Regions from separate parts of the Anas platyrhynchos genome. Here region 2 is linked to region 1. A link is a contact called in public Hi-C data. All regions are on one chromosome and are shown on one strand. Each heading gives the region's core, a stretch centred on a gene start, on an enhancer-like site or on the middle of the called end of the contact. The rest is flanking DNA. Distances are from core to core; before and after follow the strand shown.

What was found. A called contact is a pair of places that touch in the nucleus more often than the background predicts.
Region 2: a contact with region 1 is called in a Hi-C map of liver, with 3 times the contacts expected there. The contact joins the enhancer-like site here to the promoter of HSPA13 in region 1. A contact is called at or near these places in 4 of 8 Hi-C or Micro-C datasets (F1 follicle, liver, skeletal muscle and 1 more).

What each region holds. Positions count from the first base shown.
Region 1 is chr1:103,208,146-103,213,083 of IASCAAS_PekinDuck_T2T, forward strand. HSPA13 (heat shock protein family A (Hsp70) member 13) reads right to left here and starts at 2,586. Exons shown (of 5, transcript XM_027449302.3): 1 at 2,480-2,586; 2 at 1,983-2,306; 3 at 901-1,047; 4 at 192-359. The coding sequence starts at 2,504.
Region 2 is chr1:103,704,460-103,709,397 of IASCAAS_PekinDuck_T2T, forward strand. LOC140001446 (a long non-coding RNA gene) reads left to right here. Exons shown (of 3, transcript XR_011806679.1): 2 at 4,698-4,889. Among named protein-coding and RNA genes, the nearest start is that of USP25, 60 kb to the right of the region's middle. Within about 2 kb of position 2,297, at least 2 of the 8 cell types and tissues checked have an H3K27ac peak or open chromatin away from gene starts, as enhancers often do.

The DNA.
Region 1 (4,938 bases), core at 1,336-3,835:
GACCCAGGACAGTGGCCAGCTAAAAACTGAATCTCTCTTAACTGGTGAAAGCAGTTGCAAACCTAGTTTTATGTGAAGGGCAGTTGAGAACTCTTTGTGAGTGCTATGTTTTAAATAACTTCCCTATTGGTGACTTCAGGTGCAGCCTTCTCTTCCCACTACCCCCTGAGAAAGTAAAGCATTTTTCTCACCTGCCATGGCTCGCGTGAGGAACATCCCTCCCTGCTTGTTCAACAGAGACACATCCAAAGTTCCTCCACCCAAATCCACCACCAAAACGTTAAACACATCAGCTTTGTGTAGTCCATAAGCCATAGCTGCAGCTGTGGGTTCATTGATTACTCTCAAGATTTCTAGCCCTAAAAAGAGCAAAGCAACGGTCACAGACTTAAAAAAAAAAAAAAAAAAAAAAAAGTAGTTTTCACATCGCAGCATTTGCCATTAGCTATTTTGAATTAAACTTAAGCAAAACATGAAGGTAAACAGTTCATATCAAGTATTATTGCTTAGAAAACTCTTTTCCTTATTTAAGCCTAACTACTTCAGTGTCACGATGAACGCATGAATCACGATCTGCCCAAACATGTTCTCTCCATTCTAAGTAGATTTATTTCAGAACCTTTTATTTGTGTATAAGTTATGTCCAAGGGTGCTCTGTATGTTCTATTTATAGATTACTAAAAATACTATTTTCCTTAAGTAAAATTAGTTCTTCTAGCTACCTATATTTGCATTAGTCTACTGCATCTGTTGGTACTCAAGAGCTCTCTGCTATTCCTCACAATTGCTAGCAGTCATTAAAAAAACAGAACAAAAAAACATAGCCTTTACTGTTAGTGAAATAAATCTGAAGATAACCTTAAGGCTCCACAAAAGAAAGTGCTGTGATAGAGACATCACCTGCAAGGTTAGCTGCCTTAACAGTAGCATTCCGTTGCCTTTCATCAAACTCTGCTGGCACAGAGATGACTGCCTTCGAAATGGGCATGCCAAGATGGTCTTCTGCCATTCTCTTCAATTTCAGTAGCAGCTGAGAGCCAATATGCTCTGGAGTGACATGAAAGGTTTCGTTAGTTGTCACAGAAAATTCAGCTGATCCACCATTGTTGAAAATCTAGGAGGAAAGAGCAACACAGCCCATTGGTAACGTTTATTCTTTGATTGTGAGTACTATGCAAAACCTGCAACATAAGGGGTCGGAGTATATTCAGAATACTGACAACTCCTTTGACCAGGTAAGATGTACTAAAAAAAGTTAAGACCTAGCAACTACATCATCAACTTTAATGTTATGTGACACAACAACACCTTCAGTGGTGAAAGTAATGCCTTTTTTAATCATTAAGTTTACTGATAAACCTGCCCACAAGTTCTTTGTTGCAAAAGGAAGCAAGCAGGCTGGTATTGGAACTGTTCTGAACAAGAATACAGACTGTTTGCAGTAGCTGAAATTTAGTCTCTTTACAGAAAATACTTCACCATAGCACCATCCTAAATGGATACAATATTATTATTTATTTTTTTTTTAGATAACAGCTCTCAAAATCTGTTGCTTGTCAATTTAGCACTTAGAAGTACTAGGGAAAAATGCACTGGGACAGAAAATATGTTGACTTTTAGACTTCTTTTTCCCCCTTTTTATCTCAGAGCAAAATGACGCTTCATTAAAGAACAGAACTTCATGCTGATGTTTGCACTTTAAAACAAGGGGTTGGCACGTTACCCAGGAACACATTTCGTCGTAGAGGACAGGGTCCTCTGGAAAACCACTACCAGCTCTCATGCAGCACTACGCAACATACCCTGAGAAGGGAGGAGTAAACACTGGTGGAAGTCTTGCTGTTTCCAGGCCTGCCAGATTTCGCCCAATGGCTCAGGGTCAGAGAACCTGCTCACTCGTTGGTTACTGGCGGGAGCTTTACACACACTGCTGCTTGCAGAGAAGCGATGAAGACGGCCACTTACCTTAAACGGATACCTACTGCTTTCGCTTTCCAGTTCTTCCGGAGTGAACACCTTCCCGATGAACCTCTTCGCGTCGTAGATGGTGTTCTGCGGGTCCGCGTCCGCCAGCTCCAGGCCCTCGTAGCCCACGCGCACTCCGCTGCCGGTGAAGGACACGACGCTGGGGATGCTGTGGCGCCCGCTTCCATCCGCGATCACCTTCACCCGCCCCGTGCCGGGCAGAAAGACGCCGACGGCGCAGTAGGTCGTGCCCAGATCGACGCCGATCACCTTGGGCGCGGGCGCGGGCAGGTACTGCTGCGCCAGGTACCCGGCCAGCAGCAGCGCCAGCACGGCCGAGCCTGCGGAGGGGGGGGGGGAGGAAACAACAGCGCGGGGTGAGCGGCTGCACCGCACGGCCCCGCTTAATTACTCACTACTTTATTTATTTATCGTTACCGGGTTTACCCGCAGCCCCCCGGGACACTCCCCAGCGCCCCGCACCCCCCCGTGAGGCGCCAAACCCAGCCCGTACCCAGCACCGCCATCTGCCCCGCCATCGCGGCCCGCCGCACCGCTCAGCGCCCACTGCTGACGGAGCCTTCCGGGCCGCGCTGCACGCCGGGACTTGTGGTCCGCGCGGCTCGCCCGCCCCGCCGATACACACGTGCAGGCCCGCGCGGGGGAACTACAACTCCCAGGAGGCATTGCGGCGCGCCTCATTCCGGGCCGCTGGGAGCTGCCTCTGCTCGGCGGCAGCGGAGGGGAGGAGCGGGGAGCTGGGGGGGGAGCTGGGGGGGGGCAGTCCCTTGGCTGCGACATTTGATCTTCAGCACCAGTGCTCAGGCGAAGTCCCAAAGTGCCTCATTTTTCTCCTGCATCTTTCCCATGAGATACCAGGGCCTGCTCATGGATATTCCTGCACCTACAGAAAGATGCCTGGCTTCTCATGCATCTGCAAAATAGGCAGAGACAGTCCTACAGGGCTTGTGTTTGTTTTCTGGGGCGTTACCAGAGTGTCTTCTGGATCAAGCTCTCAGTATTAATTGCATTAAAACCACCACCACCACCACCATCATTATTATTATTATTATTATTGTTAGGCTAATTTAGTCAGAAGGGGAAGGCTGTGGGTATTCTCTGCCCCTCTGACTACCTAGCAAGGAACATAAGCATGGATGGGGGGGAAACAAAGGCAGGCCTGTTTGTTTGTTTGATTGTTTCTAAAATGTTATATTTTAGCCATATCCCTGTAATGGAAGGAAAGTACTGCCTGTACCGCAGTTTTTGACATACTCACCTGAAAATGGGCAATACAAGCTCAGACCCCTACAACTCCTTTTAAAAAGCCTGTCACTGTGATAAAGGTAGCTTCCTTGCATGTGGCAGAATTAGGGCGGATGAGGCTCTGTGGAGACTTGCACTACTACAGCTGAACACTTTCTGGTATATTTGCTGATTTGGTTGTCCGTGGGGGCTCTGCTGCTGCACAGATAAATTCTTGGTGACCACGCATCTGGCCCTCAACATTACCTGCCACTGATTTGAGCAGAAGGTAGACATGTAACTACGCACCTCAGGGCCAAGTGCCTGCTTATGCTTATTAGTACATCTATTCACTCTGATAGTAAGCTTTCTAAAGCATTTCAAAAGGTTTGGGGGCATTAATTTCCTTCAAGGGGATAATGTTTTTCCCCAGTGCTTTGATAGGTGGAGGTAAACATGTTTAAATCTACAAGTAGCTTGAGGGAGAGAATTATTCTTACAATATATGAGCAGAGGTTGGCTTGACAACAGTCTCCAGTCTCCCATCAGATAGGAACAGGTATCTGCAGGAGGAAAACAAACAAACAAACAAACAAAAAAAAAAAACAACAAACTGTTACACTGGGGAGTACTGCTGAAAACATAGACCTGCGATGTGTTAAACACAGTTCAAGTATTCATTGTGAGTGGAATCAAATAAAGCTTGTTTTCATTTCTTGAATGTTTTGCATCAGCTGTATTCCTGCACCTTGAGAAAAGGGAATTGAGTTTGCAAAGCATCCTCTTTTCTGCTGTTGCACAGAACAGGGCTTCCTCTTCCTAGGGTTGACTCAGCAAGTGCTTTCTTCACTGCCTAAAATCATTCTCAAGCCAGTGTCCAAAACCAAAACACGGGGTGCTGGGGTATGATCAAAACACGGTTTGATCCCAGGAGCACAGTATGATCAAGCTGTGTGTTCCCACTGTGAAGCAGGAAAGGGAAGAGGGATTTGGATCCACTTTACAGGTAGCCAGTGTTTCCTTGAGAAAGGAGGCAAGTTATTTAAATGCTAAAATCTGAAATAACTTTTTTTTTTTTTTTTTTTTTTTTTACTTCAGTAAAAGTGGGTTCGTAGCCTTGGTGCAATCACATAAGTAAAATTACAGAAAAGCAGAGAACTTCACTGATGGCTCCTCTACCTAATTAAAACATCGATTTTCTCCTGCTGTATCTGGTTGGGAAAGGGAAGGCTTTCACCAATGTCCAGTCTCCCTGTGACAGACAGTTCAATGCCAGGCAGTTGGAAGAGAAGTATAACCTTCAATTGAGATGCAAAAGTTTCCATTTAAATTCCCGAGTATAGCTAAAAGATTTCTTGCTCCTGCTGCCCGGCTGTTGTGAAGGAGGTGTGCGGGGAATCCTTAATGAGTCAGGAACCAGCTCTCCAGCTGGAGGCACCACAAGTTGCTTAGGGCTACTCGGAGATCAATAGCCAAAAAGAGGAGTGAGACAATGGCGCCAAGCTTCCAGCAGATGTCCCTGCTATGCAATAATGCTTTTTATATTTGACAGTAACCCGCAGATTCATATAAAGCATATTAACCTTTTGCAATCGTTATCCAAATTCTTGTAAAGGCATAAGTCATGGAGATGGTGCCTCATTTTTCAGTGTAGTTTGTTTAATTCTCTTAACATCTCAATTTCACTGAACCCTTATGAAATCATGTTGAGGTTAACAATGAAATTAT
Region 2 (4,938 bases), core at 1,047-3,546, 500 kb after region 1:
CAGTTGTGAATAAAGTAAAACCATTAAAAGGTACAGAAAGTGCTGTGTTCATTTCTGTGTGGTGTTTGTCCTGCGCCATAGTTTCTAAAGCTGTTTCTTATTTCTCCTCTCCCTACTGTCTTTCATGAGCACAATGTAAAAGTGATAACAAAGGTTAAATATTAATATAGAGTCTCCCATGCTTCACTGTAAATGTTAGGAGGTAGCACTGTGTTTGCTTATAGTGGTTTAAAAAAACATTGTCTTCCAGCATGGAAACCAAGTGCTGATATATAAGAGGGCAGTTATGCAAAATGCTACCGCATACTACTCCTCAAAACAAAAGCAGAAATAGTCAGGAAGATTTTGCTGAGTAATATTTCAGTGAAAGAGGTGAAGAGAAACTGGAAAAGAAGCAGCAGGAAATACCAAGACACAGTTTAAAGAAGCATTGGGAACATGGCTTTGATAAAAGCCTTCATCAAGATTTATGGGCTGAGAACTAAGCTGTAGAGGAACTTTCATAATTTTTTTTATGAAAAATTAAAGAAATACCACCTATTTGAATCCTCCTGCATGCAAATGTATGGATATGGTGATTTATTTATTTTTTGTATGTGTAAAATACACAAATAAATAACATTATCGGCAAAGATAACTACTCATTTCTAGCTCTAAGTAAATAAAGCCACACCACTGAAAATTAGCTCACCTCTCAGACAAAAGGGCTAACAACATACTGTTATCTTCTAATAAATGTCGTTTTATATGGGACAAAACTCTTCTATTTTTCATTCACTGCAATCTTATGATTATTTATATGATTATTTATATCCTGCATAAAAACAGTAAAGATATCCCACGTTTTGATTATATAGGTTTACATGGCAAATATATGTTACTTCTAAAGTGCTGACCACATAAATATTTATCATACATATTTTTCTGTGCAAGAACCGCATTTAACTTCATCAATTCAATTTCATTTAAAAAGGACTAAGCCAGCATCTTAAACTGATTTCTGGCACAATGGTGAGGTGTTTTTTTTTTTTTTTTTTTCCTTACTGTCATTTTAATTCATTATATTACTGTGCTATTTTTAAAAGATCTCATTTATATTGTACATTGCAGTTCCATAGATTAACAGTTGGAAACTAAAGATTAATTTACAGGAAATGCAAAGTATCAAAGTGTAGTGACAGGAGTTATCTTAAGAGTTGTATTGTATAAAATACCACAGGATCTGTACTATGGCATACTTTTAAAGGTGAGGGCTACTGTGAAATAACATAAGTATACTGTATTATATGGTAAATTACACCTTCATTCTATTTTAACTAGTATCTAGAATGGTAAATTTTGCTTATAACTTATTAGGGGAAAATGAGTTGTTAGGAGACATCAGTAATAACACTCCATATAGAACATTACAATATTTCAGTGGCTTACATTTACAAAAGTGAACACCGTGCAGGTGAACAGCCGCTGAAATTTATCATCACCTGATGGCTGTTCAGTGGTCCGTGTGAAGGGAATTAACTTGTCTGTCCAGTTTGGAGCTGAAAACTCTCTGTATTACAGAAACTGCCACCAAACCTGGCACCTTCATTGGCAGAGGCCAAGGGTTAGGTGGTTCTTGGAGAAACATGTATTGCTGTGCTTTTAACTGCTGACAGACTAAGTGCGGGACTTCATTTGTCAGAGACAGTGGCAAAACCATTTAGAAGTTTTAAACAAAGCTCATGAAAAAAACACATCCCCCACTAGATAGTTTTAGCAAGTGCACAAAATTACCCTGTCCTAGTTTACTCGTGGATGTGGTACCAGGCACTCAATCTGTCTCTGAGAGAATTGTATTCACACGAGCAGGAGTTATGGTCTTGGGGCAGAAATTAATGAGTGAGGTTTCCTGGCCTGTGTGATACAGGAGGTCAGACAGAAAGATCATGATGGTCCCTCTGGCCTTTTAAATCTATGAATCTGTGATCAGGAAATGGAAATCAAATTGTTTTCAAAATCAAGCAATGTCTCTTTTCATTTGGTCTACATAGTGGCATGTGCATTTGACATTTTATGTTGCAGAGGTTAATATGATATTCTGCATGAGTGGGGGCACTACCCATTCCCACAGAAAGCTTTTTGTATCACAGGCTATATTGCATACACTATTTTAAGTATTCTTCCACTGTCAGCATGGTATGCAGCACTTTATCACTTGTGTAATGCAAGTTCTTGAGAAAGCAAAATAGATCCTTCAGTGCTTTGTAGACTTGCACTGGAGGAGTACATGAGTAAAGGCAATGTTATGCAGCAGCTTTTCTGTAGCTAGAGAAGTTTTAACATTCCTCTTGATGTAAGCAGGATCAGGCTCTTTCCAACACTGAAGTAAGCGATTTACACATCAGGACTATGTGTGTGTACAGAATCAGCAATTTTCCTACCATTCTCAACAGGTTTTCTGGTCATTCTGACTGTTCTGCTGGTCACAATGGGGTGGCATCAAAAAGTAATTGACAGGTTTAATTTGAAGAGGATAGCTTTTTTTTTTGATTTTGATTTTTTTTTTTTTTTTACTAAGGCTTTAATTTTTTTCAGATGAGAAAATTCCATATTAAAAAAAAAAAAAAAAAAAAAAAAAAAAAAAACACCATAATTCTGTCATTTGGATAGAAGATGGCACCATAAATACAAAGGGATAGAAGCTGGCTCTCCAAGTGAAGCATACAATTAGTTCTGAATACCTTTCTTTCAAAATTATACTGATAATTGGCAATCTTATTCACTTGAGTTTGCATTTGGCTTAATGACAGAGACTTCTATTAACTGATGCATTTTTCTTAAAGTTCATTTGCAAATAGCAGGTTTACTATTTGTGAAATGCCAGTTTTCTTTCTATTAAAAAAAAATATATTAAAGCAGTTCTAAGTGCACAATTCCAATTCCCAGCATACAGCATATGTCACCAAATTTAGGACTGGAATAGTTTTAGGAGCCAGTTCTACTTCATGAGCAGTGCAGTGAGCAGCAATACTTCACAGTTCTTTCTTAACCACCGTCTCTTGGTTCCTGCTCATTTTGCCTTGTGTCTGCTCATTTTGCCTTCTGCCACAGTGTTCTGCCGTTCTCCCTGTGTGCTGGCTGTGTCATGAAGCTGCCTGGCAAAGAGGTCAGGCTCAAAAAATGTGTATTTTATATTTATATATAATAAAATATGACACATATATTTAAAAAATAAAAAATGAGGGAAGGAGAGCACAAAGCAGTTCTAACACAGCAGAGCAAAGAATCCTGTGATCTAGTCTGAGCATCACCTCCTCCTGGACAGACCCTGGTTTAGTGAGTGACATCTGTAAGGAGATAATTTCAGCCCTTCTAGTTTTGCATGCCAAGTGTTCACCCTTCTCCACACCTCAGTAACTGTGTTGCTTTCCATTCACCCTAGTTATTCCATGGTAGTTTGCCACAAATAGATTCAGAAACTGACTGTCAGGTTGTTATTGGTGAAGTATTTTATTGCCATACATGAAAACCGTACTGACTTTCCTCCAAAATGGGAGGAAAGAGCTGAACTGTGCAGTTGATGCTACCTGTAGAGAATAAAATGTCCAGTAAGGGGGGGGGGGGGGGAAGGCTATTATCTCCCCAAGATCAGGTCAATGTTTTATGCCGGTCTGCAGAGGAGCAGGGTAATTGAGTGTTGGTCTTGGTAGAACAACATCTCCAAGGAATCCTTTTTGGTGTCAGAAGCTTGGCTTCTTTTTCCCCTCTTAGAACAAGATGCCACAGAGTAACCTTTGCAAGGTAAAGCCTATTTTAATCCTTCCCCTCGTTGACACTTCATTGCTTTATACTTGTAATGATAAACGTGATAATGAGTAATGACAACTATTCAAGGAATGTGTGAAAGCAGGTCTGAAATGTCAGAATTTTGCATGAGGAAAATGTCTCCAGCAAGGCCTCCTGCTCTGACTTTAACCTACCCCTCATTAAAACACATGCTGAATTTCCCATAAGTCAGGCCAGAGTACATTCTCTGTCTCCCCCTCTGTCCCTCTTTGCGTGCAGTTTTTTTAGATGGTGCTAAAAGGCCAAATTATGGGAATTTTCAAACTCGTTGTTCCCCATTAAAATGCCAGTTCTGGCTCTGATTCTTATTGTTTAATCCCTTGAGTGCTTTAGGACATTGAAGAGAGAATATCCATTCTCTGAAAGAGCGCTCACCCTGCGTGTATCTCTGTCCCATTGTCGCCAACAGCAGGACAGAACAAGCGGAGTGGCTTGGCTAGCAGACAAGGCTCTTTAGCAAGGTGCAGAAAACAAGCTGTATGCAATTGTGCCTCTGATGTTACATGCAATGTGCCTATTCTGTTCTCTTCCACATGGACTTTTATAATGCCCTCATTACCATAGTGTCTGAGTGCCTTCTAATAGTGCATTAACCAAAACAGCTAACATCTGTCACTTGTTTCTCCTTTCATCCTGCCTCCAGGGAGAAACGCCTGTTTAGAGAAAAACCTTTGGTAGTGAATTTTTTTTTTTTTATGAGAGCAAGATAGGGAAAAAGGATTGCTTTTTAAGTGTTTATTAGTGTACATGTTGTAAATTTATACAAAGGGGGGAAAAGGTCAAAGAACAGCACTTAGAGCAGAAGGTGATGAAGGGGTACGCTGGTTCACAGACTGTGTGGAATCACTCCATGGTGCTAGTGTGCCTTTCAGGAAAGCTCTGCTGTGATCACCATTGTGCCTTGAAGCTGCCAACCCCTTCCTGCTATATTGGATGATTATGAGCAGGAGCACATATCAAGAGCCAAGGCCTGGGATCGCTATCAGTGAGAAAGACCAACGCTTTGAATGTGACAACCAAAATTCTACCAGAGGGCAGCATGGACAGCACCAACCTGACCATCTGTAGGTAACTACTGCTGGGTGACATAATTGAGCTTTTCCATTGCTCTGG